Linked DNA regions of Mus musculus: all the other regions are linked to region 1. A link is a contact called in public promoter capture Hi-C data. All regions are on one chromosome and are shown on one strand. Each heading gives the region's core, a stretch centred on a gene start, on an enhancer-like site or on the middle of the called end of the contact. The rest is flanking DNA. Distances are from core to core; before and after follow the strand shown. Region 1 overlaps Ccdc146 (coiled-coil domain containing 146). Region 2 overlaps Fbxl13 (F-box and leucine-rich repeat protein 13). Region 3 holds the start of Lrrc17 (leucine rich repeat containing 17).

The links. Promoter capture Hi-C pulls out the DNA fragments that hold promoters and counts their contacts. Capture Hi-C pulls out chosen DNA fragments and counts their contacts.
Region 2: a promoter capture Hi-C map of adipose tissue shows a contact between it and region 1. The contact joins two enhancer-like sites. A contact is called at or near these places in 1 of 484 Hi-C or Micro-C datasets (adipose-derived mesenchymal stem cells), 1 of 115 datasets of contacts at active chromatin or transcription factors (microglia) and 3 of 9 other capture datasets (adipose tissue, liver and pancreatic islet).
Region 3: a contact with region 1 is called in a promoter capture Hi-C map of hematopoietic stem and progenitor cells, with 2.5 times the contacts expected there. The contact joins the promoter of Lrrc17 here to the enhancer-like site in region 1. A contact is called at or near these places in 11 of 39 promoter capture datasets (the C10 cell line, cranial neural crest, embryonic stem cells and 6 more) and 2 of 9 other capture datasets (adipose tissue and liver).

Annotation. Positions count from the first base shown.
Region 1 is chr5:21,330,367-21,333,387 of GRCm38.p6, reverse strand. It overlaps Ccdc146 (coiled-coil domain containing 146), which reads left to right. Exons shown (of 19, transcript NM_029195.1): 3 at 286-368; 4 at 2,639-2,848. Among named protein-coding and RNA genes, the nearest start is that of Fgl2, 41 kb to the left of the region's middle. RefSeq lists an enhancer at 2,277-3,021. Within about 2 kb of position 1,462, at least 73 of the 459 cell types and tissues checked have an H3K27ac peak or open chromatin away from gene starts, as enhancers often do. A contact at or near this core is called in adipose tissue and hematopoietic stem and progenitor cells, where this site is marked.
Region 2 is chr5:21,492,515-21,495,371 of GRCm38.p6, reverse strand. All of the region lies in intron 18 of Fbxl13 (F-box and leucine-rich repeat protein 13), which reads left to right. Among named protein-coding and RNA genes, the nearest start is that of Lrrc17, 50 kb to the left of the region's middle. Within about 2 kb of position 1,566, at least 52 of the 459 cell types and tissues checked have an H3K27ac peak or open chromatin away from gene starts, as enhancers often do. A contact at or near this core is called in adipose tissue, where this site is marked.
Region 3 is chr5:21,541,641-21,544,850 of GRCm38.p6, reverse strand. It overlaps Lrrc17 (leucine rich repeat containing 17), which reads right to left and starts at 1,324. Exons shown (of 4, transcript NM_028977.1): 1 at 1,132-1,324. It overlaps Fbxl13 (F-box and leucine-rich repeat protein 13), which reads left to right. Exons shown (of 21, transcript NM_001199632.1): 12 at 1,062-1,191.

The sequences.
Region 1 (3,021 bases), core at 213-2,712:
AAACAAAGATCTTACAAGAGGCAGGCTGGAACTACTCTGTGATACCCAGCTGCTTTTGAATGGGCCACATTGCTGCACATGTAGTCCTCCTAATGCTTAGCTGAAAGATTTTAGAAGACATATATGAGTCTTTTCATCTCCTCCACAGGCATACGAACAGTGATCGCTAGCAGTAACCTATGTGCATCCACAGGCATATGGACAGTGATGGCTAAAAATAACCTATGTTCCTCCATAGGCACAAGGACAGTGATGGCTAATGGTAATCTATCTTCTCTATAATAGCTGCACTCCAAGGGAAAACTTCCTGGAACCAGAATGGCAGAGTTGAAAGCCAAGTACACCTTGCTACACGATACAGTGGTGAGGTATGTTCTTTGCCAGCAAGGAGTCACCTTTTATCGTCTCTGTACTTCTTCCTTATAACAAATGGGACCTGTCTTCATTTGTCTTCTCTCTGAAATCTGGGGCAAAGATCAGAGTTCAGGTGGTTTTAGAAATCACTAAAGAAGAGGTTGTGAATGTGTGAAGAAGGGAGACTGAAAAGGAAGAAACCAGGTGGATGGGGTCATCTGTGGCTCATGTTGTGGGCCCAGTGTCACAGACTTCTGACTAGAGAACAATTACAGCTCTGCTACCAGGAAGTGACAAAGCCAGGGTACTTGTCCACTTGTTTGCACCACTCATTAGGAATTACTCCTGAAGAAAAGAGCTCTTGAACTTTGAGATGACAAACGTGCATTTCTCAGGCAGAGTAGGCGCTGATGTGTGTATGATGACTATTGAAGATACTTTGGACAAGAAGACCCCTCTCCAATTGTCATTCAGAAGTATAGTTCTGTGAGAGCTTAAGTTCAAGTCAGTAGAAGGTCAGAAGATGGGCATCCACAGAATAAGCCATCAGCTTTGCCCAGAGCCTACTACTTGCCACTGGGTATTGAAGCTATTTCTCTTTAGTGACAAGCTATCAGTGCAGGACCAAAACTATGTAGTGACATCTTCTGCTTCCAGCTTGTGTTGTGAAATAGCTACTTCCCCTCTGCTGCTCACAGTTTACCTCCTCCAGAGCCTTTACTTCCTTCTCTACCTATTACAAAACCCACCACTCTCTCTCAAGCCCATTGGAAAAGCACAGTGAAGCAGACACTATGTTTTTGTGGCTAGGGCTGCAGGCAGGCAGATATGGGTTGGAAGTACTGAACCCACATCGACTGAGCTTTCCACAAGACTACATTAGAAGTTAAGTTCTCTCCTCCTGACACTGTATGTCACACGAGTATATGTGTAAACTACCACCTATGTTCTGACTGGAAGCTCACTTCTGTGTTGCCCTCCTCTCCATGTGGAAGAACTCTAGGGCCTGGAGACCTGTCATTGTAAGGAGCCCAGGTTATGCCAGATGAACACAATGTTAACATACAAGAGCACCGAAGCGTAAGAGAACAGCTCCCATTTCCATTCCCGGAAATTGGAGGAGTTTTCACCAGTATTGCTCTGCTTGCTCTCTGGCACCTACCATAGTTCCTGGAACATATGAGGCTCCGATAAATGTTTGGCTGGATGCCACTAAACACATGACACAGTAAAGCGTGAGAAAATAGGGTAAGGGAAGCCTGTTACCTCAGCTAAGACAGCCTCAATCCTGTTTTAGGACATCTTTGCAAATAAGCTGAAACCTAGAGATTTTTCTTGGTAAGAACATTTAATAGAATACACACATAGAAGTAGGTGTTAGCTTTAAAATAAAATAGCAAAGGCCTGCCTATGGCTGCTGGGTAGGGGATCACTAATGTGAGGGTGTCTGAGACAGATAGGCCATGTAGACTATAAGTTGGGTGCCAGTACTAGTTTGTAACATGCAAGACTTCTGGAATATTCTTGGGATCAGTCAAGTATAACTTTTCTTATCTATCCAGATCTGCAGCCACTTCTTTAAACCGGGACAAGGTCACAGAATACAGCTGGGTTTTTAGGAACTCTCTTTTCTGTGATAGTCAAGACTATTTTTAGCCAAGCATCAGGGCAGGATTAAAAGCTGATTAATGTGCATAATTTTATAGGGGAATTTTTCCTAGTTTCCCACTAATGGCTGTTAAAAAGAGTGCTTAATGTCTTAGATCTGTAATGAAAAAAGATCTTGGTTCAGTCTTACTTAGAGAATTAAAAGCACAAAAAAAAAAAAAAGGAAAAAGAAAAGAAAAGGAAAGAAAAAAGAAAAGAAAAGAATTTCTGGGTTATTTGAGGGGCCCATTACTTTTTTTTTTCCCCTTCCTTGGGAGCCCTGGTCTTTCTTCAAAGTCAGAGGGAATATCCTTTGGATTACTTGCCTCTACTCTGCTTCTGCTTGCCCCTACTCTGGATCTAGGGACCTCTGGAGGAACTTATGAGGGGACACTGCAGCTGACTGTGTACCTCTCCCAGCTAGAGGGTGGGTGACTCAGGCTAGTCGCTGAGCCTTGTTCTTGCCAGTGCTGAGACTTAGTATGACTGATCAAACTGAATCCAGGAGTAGGAACATCTGTGACATGTTCCCATCCTACCCCCAAATCCTCTCAGGAATACGGGGCGGGGGGAAGGAGGGGTGTCCTGAAGGTACACACGTCCCCCCTATCAATATCTCAATGTCTTTGAAACCCAGCACGCAGGAGTCTGAGGTGCAGCTACTGGAGAACGCCAAGCGCTTCACGGAGCAGATCCAGCAGCAGCAGGTCTGTCTGCAGCAGGCCGAAGACTTCCCCAACGTCTTCACCACTGAGGTCTGCAAACTTCGGGAGCAGCTGCTCAAGTACCAAAATGAATACACGGCAGCGCAAGAAAGGGAGTACAATATTCAGTACAGGCTGACTAGGTGAGTCCCCGGGCGCCCTGGAGACAGCTTCACTGTCCCATAGTCTGTGCAGGCTGACTAGGTGAGCCCCCGGGGCCGCCCTGGAGACAGCTCCACTGTCCCACAGTCTGTGCAGGCTGACTAGGTGAGGTCTCTACTTGTTGGAGACAGGCTGTTTCCACATGACAAGTTAA
Region 2 (2,857 bases), core at 317-2,816, 160 kb before region 1:
TTACCTTGAAGAAATGGAAAGTGTGTGTCTTGATTATCCTTTGTCCAGCCTAGCTCATTTTTATTTTGTACATAAAATCTAAAGCAAGAATATTTGATCACACTGTAACTAACTGTGTGTCATTTACTGCAAATAAAAATAAAAACAAACAACAACAAAACACCTAATTTTAGTTGTGGTGTGCCTTGGCCCTAGCACACACCTTTAATCCAATAGCTTTCTGTAAACAGGATTAAATAAAGTCAACAATAGATCAAGAGGTGGAGCAAACAAGCAGTTGCCAGGGAATGAACTTAAGAGAAACCATAGAGAGTAAGAGGGAGTCAGGAGGACAGATAGAGAGACACAGGAAGTGGAGGGAGGGGCATTCAGCTTGAAGCGGGAGGAGAACTTGCCTTTTGGGATGCTGGCTGAGGAGGAAGGTCATCTGGGCGCTTTCTCTGCCTCTCTGAGGCAGCAGGCATGACCTGCTCTCATAATTTGCCACCAATTTAGCATAAGTACTGCACCAACATTTTTGCCTCAGGTTTTCCATGTCTGGAATGCAGTTGTGCATCTGGCTCCTGTGTCTTCATTGGTCAAATCGAATGACTGTGATTTTGTTAAAAAACAACCACAACATTATTTTGGATTTTAAAAAAAAACAAACTTTGCTTACCAAATATAATTTACAAAGAGAACTCCTTTTTTTTTCACATCATTCCCCAGTCTTCCCTTTAATTTTTCAGCATACATTCTGGTGCCACTTAGGGCTTCTTTCTTTCTTTCTTTTTTTTTTTTTTTCTTTCCTTTTTCTGATCTCCAGTTCTCCACCTCCTGGCTTCTTTTTATACACCTGCCACACTGTATATTTTGAAAATAATTTCCCTCTTTTAGTCCAAGTATATTATAGGATCTATGACATCAGTAAGCTATGCAGGTTTACTGACAACCATAGGTGTCCTGTTGAGAAAACATTTACTCAGAAAACAAATAAGACAATTTATCTTGCAGTTAGAAGGAAATATTAGAATTTCTAAGACTTTTATTTAGATTTTTTTTATTGACAGTATTTGTTTGATTATATCTATTTATAACAACACCAGGACAGGACTTCAGACTCTGCAGAGTGGGTAATCTAGCCAGGACCACCCCCACCTGCTCTGATGCCTGGCAGGATGGAGGCTGTCTTTGAGAAGATATACCTCCAAGTCTCATGACTGTCTGAGGTCCAAGCAACTGAAGTTCCACGTTTACCACACATAAGTCCAGAAATTGCATTCTTAGCTTTGAGCAAGCCCAAGGAGTCTTCGTTAAAGAAGTTCTTGAGAGCACAGTGTTTTCCCGGAATTATCAACAGAGGGAAAAACAAAACAAAACAAAACAAAAAACCTTCCAGCCTTGTAAGTGCTCCTAATTGGGCTGTAATGAGGCACACTGTCAGGAGACAGTGGCATGAAGAAAGACAACAGAGGGAGAAGTTTTTGGACAAGGAGCTGCCACCTGTTGAGGTGGATTAATCAGGCTTTGGGCAAAAGAACACTATTGTAGCAATCAAAAAATATGAGTCAAACTTAGTCCCAGCTACGTACCCAATTTAGGAATGTAGTTTTTAACCCCCGACACTGTGACTCAGCCCAGAAGACACAGGGAACACTCCGATATGTCGATGAAGAAATTTTCTGAAAAAGTGTTAACTCATGGCAAGATAGGACGAGAGACTAGAAAGGAGCCCGACTTGACCATGTTTTCATTTCTTTCTGCCTTCACTGTAAGAGATTGACTTGAAAGAGGCTTGGTGTAGCATTTTACAAGATACAGGAGATGGTGGGGTTGCTATGCGAGTGGCTTTAGAGCTTTAGAGCTGGCAGGGCACAGGGCAGCTGTCTCTGGAGGAGAAGAGGGGATTTCACTGTGTGAGCGAGTTGTAACATGTCTGCAGACATAGAACCTCAGGGTGACTTACACAGCTCTAAAGGAAATAATGGACTGTGGGACTTTAGCTCTCATAATTTGCCACTGATTTAGCATAAGTGCTGCACCAACATTTTTGCCTCAGGTTTTCCATGTCTGGAATGCAGTTGTGAATGTATCAGAGACTTTAACATTACTTTTAGAGTTATTGAATTAAAAAACCTCCAAACATTTCAGTTTCAGAGACTAGCAGAGCCATCCAAGATAAAGGCACAACAGGGAATGGATCCAGGTAGTCCAAAGACACTAACAGTGGGAACTGAAGAGAAGCCCTGAGGCTCCCTTTAAAGCTAGGAATTAATCTTATAGTTCTAAATTGCTTATTAATTATTATCACCCCCTGTGTGTGTGTACATGGGTGAGCCATGGTATGTACATGTGGAGGTCAGAGGACAACTTTTGGGGTCTGTCCACTCCTTCCACTGTGGTTCTGGGTGTTGAACGATGGTAGTCAGGCTTCTAGAACAAGCACCTTTACCCACTGCGTCATCTCCTTGGCCTCACAGTTTAAACATGGTTCTTGGTAGGACTTGCCTCTGGGTCTTACTCTGTCCATTCTCTAAGAGGAAATGGTATTACTGCATATCTCGCAACATCAAAATTCTTGTATTATTAAAACAGACTTGATTTCCTGGAAGACACTTCCATAGGACCAACCTGCATCCTAGTATTGAACTGTGCTGTGTTCTGAATGTGATGCTTATAAAGACCTATAAAAACTAGCACCGTTCCATAGAGGACCCCAAGAGACTCACCATATTCTTACTGGCAAGTGAGCTGAGAGACAAAGCTATTGGTTCCAGTCAAAGGTGGATTCCTTCTGTACCACCCTGGATATGTCCCTGTGCTTGATTATCTCCAAAGACAGTGACCCTTCTATCCCCGACAGTGACTTCTTCTAATT
Region 3 (3,210 bases), core at 75-2,574, 210 kb before region 1:
TTTATGTTAAGATAAACTTGCTTTGCAAGCATCAGGAGAGGTGGAGGGGCATTCTCTGCCTCCTTCTAGAGTACTCGATGGCCGCTAAGCTGTTGCAGACTCCAGACTAAGAGCGTATTGGTAGTTATTGCACAAGGAGGCAGCAAGAATCCTTACATTTTTAAAGAATGCCATGCTGAGGAGGGCTTAGAAGCTTGTCCACAGAGTGTCCTGAAAATGCCAGCCCTTACGTGGTGGAACAGACACATCCTAAACCAACCCATGCCCGCCCGGTCCCCTTTCTTCTGGAAGCTCTCATTTTGGTCATTGTGGTAATGGCATCTTTCCTGTTCCAACTCCAGTGAGATTGACAGCCTCCTGTGTAATTTTTATTTGTCTCAAGTGTTGCCCACTTAGCTACTCGATGTTCTTAGCCTATGTTTAACTCCTGAGTACATATCAGTCTGAACCGTTATTTTTAATTATCCTAAGGACATCATTACTCACAAAGCCATGCACGTTGAAATCTCTGGCTTTTAAATCATTTTTTTAATCAGACCCATTTTTTATTTGTCTCAAGTGTTGCCCACTTAGCTTGCTGCGTAAGGTTTTGTCTTCTTTCTGCCCTGATTCCTCACCATGATGGAACAGCTACTTTCCATAAAATGCTTATGAAATGTTTATCTTTCTCAACAGTTCATGTAGTAGTTTGGCAAAGGTAAGAGCTAAAAACTAGAGAGTAAACTCTAACTTGGGTTTCAGCAACAGACTTTCAAATAATATGCATGCAAGACTCCACCCACCCTCCAGCCAAGAAAAGTGTTACCCCATCAAGTTTCATGGAATCCTCCCAGATAGCCTTTCTTTCCCTTTGACATGCAGCCATGCATTATCTTCTCTATCACTGACACCCCCTTCACGTAACAGCAAGAGAGACTGCAGCTGTAAAACTGCCGAACATCTGCAAGCAGAGTGCACGATGAATACAGCTTTCGGTCTCTTTGTCATAGTGGCTCAAGAAAGACTTGAGAAAAGCTAAGTATTTGACTCTCCTTCCTCCCCTCTCTGCCCCATCGCCCCAGGTACTTCCACAACTTACAGAACCTCAGTCTGGCTTACTGCCGAAAGTTCACCGACAAAGGCTTACAGTACCTGAACTTGGGGAACGGATGCCACAAGCTCATCTATCTGGACCTTTCCGGCTGCACCCAGGTTTGCCTCCCAGTCTCAGTCTTCTCTGTCCTGCAGCAGGCGAGGACGTCCTCCCGAGAGCCAGCTGCATCCAGCCCTCATGTTGCACTAATGCTGTGCGTGGAGCACAGAACACTCTGCTGAGGTTTTAAATTACATGGCCACAGCTGCTTCAATTTTCTCCAGGATTGCTACTATAGGCGCCTGGCTTCTGTCCACAGGCGCGTCACATCAACAAACAGGCAGAGCTCATTGGATGATGAAACGGACCACTTCTGAGAACAGTTTGAGGGCAGAGTCCAAATCTCCAAAACTTTATAGAGCCACTAAGATACAAACAAATGGGGTGGGATACACAGGATTCCTGACAAGGCAGTTAGGTCCCCCGTGGGCTTTTCTCTGGGTAAAATGCTACAAGCAATAAATGTGAGAAATAGAAGTCCCACATAAAGGACCGTAAATGTTTAAAACTGCATTACATACATATCCTAAATATTACAAAGATGTGAGATTCGGGTGGGAAACTGTTTGAAGATGAAGGGACAGGGATTGGGGAAGTTGGGCAGGCAGTCATGTGAAATATATGGCATTCAGATGCACTCGCTACTTCTTCCACAGTTCCTTCTGCTATCTATAGTTTCCATAGACTTAAGCTATCCTTCCTGTGACCAATTTTCTCCCATTTCTTCGTGTCTCAATATTGATGTCTTCAGTAGTATACTATGTTCTTCATAATGCCACACAGGTGAGAGCTGGTTAAAATAAATGTCTAACCACAACCAGCTAGCTGTAGTTGCCAATGATTGAGCTGTTTTTGTGTTAGGTGAGACATCACTCTTTATACAGTGGATTCCTTGTGAGGGTTTTGTGCCCATTTACCAAAGTTCCAAGTGGTAGAATAAACCGGCCAGTTTTGCCTAGAAGCCTATGGTGTAGGTCACATGATAAGCACCTGGAGGCGGACACCACGGGGCAAGGAATTCTTATGCAGCTGCACTGTTCCCTGAACATGACTTCCTAGTGTTCTAGGTATGAGAGGTGAGAAGAGAAGACTTGTCTAAGGTTGAAATAAATGTACAGAATGGATACTTCCGTGAACTAGCGTGCAGACGTGCATTAGTACCAACCAGGACTTAAGTTGGAAGTACCCTTGTTTTCCTCATTGTGGCTGGATTTCTGATAGCTTTTTGACCTTGGCCATCTGATGTCTCTAAAGTACTTATTAAGAAAACCTGGGACTGTAGGAATTGTACATTCTTTCTCTGCTTTCCGTTGAGAGCAGCTGCTTTAAAAAGCTTTGTTATGGTTTTACAGCCTAGGAATGTCTTTCTCCCAGATCTGGGAGCTGTCCCTTTGACACAATCTCATCAAAGAGGATAGTGTCTCATCTGTGGGAGGGTAGAACACTACCTCAGATGAGACCCTAGGAAACACAGACCCCCCCTACCACAGAGAAAAGTGTTTCTAAGTACAGAGAGAAATTTGTGTGCTCAAAAAATTCCTCCAGCCAAACTTGCTAACTGTAAGTGTTTTAGCACTTTCCCTGCATCTCACCTTAAACAGTCTCCCACAGTAGGCCTTATGTTGTGTACATGCATATTGTGGCCACAACACACATAAACTTGTCTATGCACACACACAAACACATTCATGCCGCCCCACGTACACACATGAACAAACATGTACAAGCACACTCATTCCCATATATACTCATACATACACATGCACACATCTACACACATCTACACACACACACACACACACACACACACACACACACTCTCTCTCTTTCTCTCTCTCTCTCTCTCTAGGCAGTTATTAGCAGATACAGTAGAGTCCAAGTAAGATTCTGTGCTCTACTGCCAAACATACCTGATCTGTCATTGAAAACTGAGCTAATGTTTAAAATTGTAGGGTTTTCACACACACACACACACACACACACACACACACACACACACACACACACACACATACCTAGATTTAAAAAATAAGCGCAACCAAAGGCTAGAGATATTCATATTGTAGGGGGTGCACTCC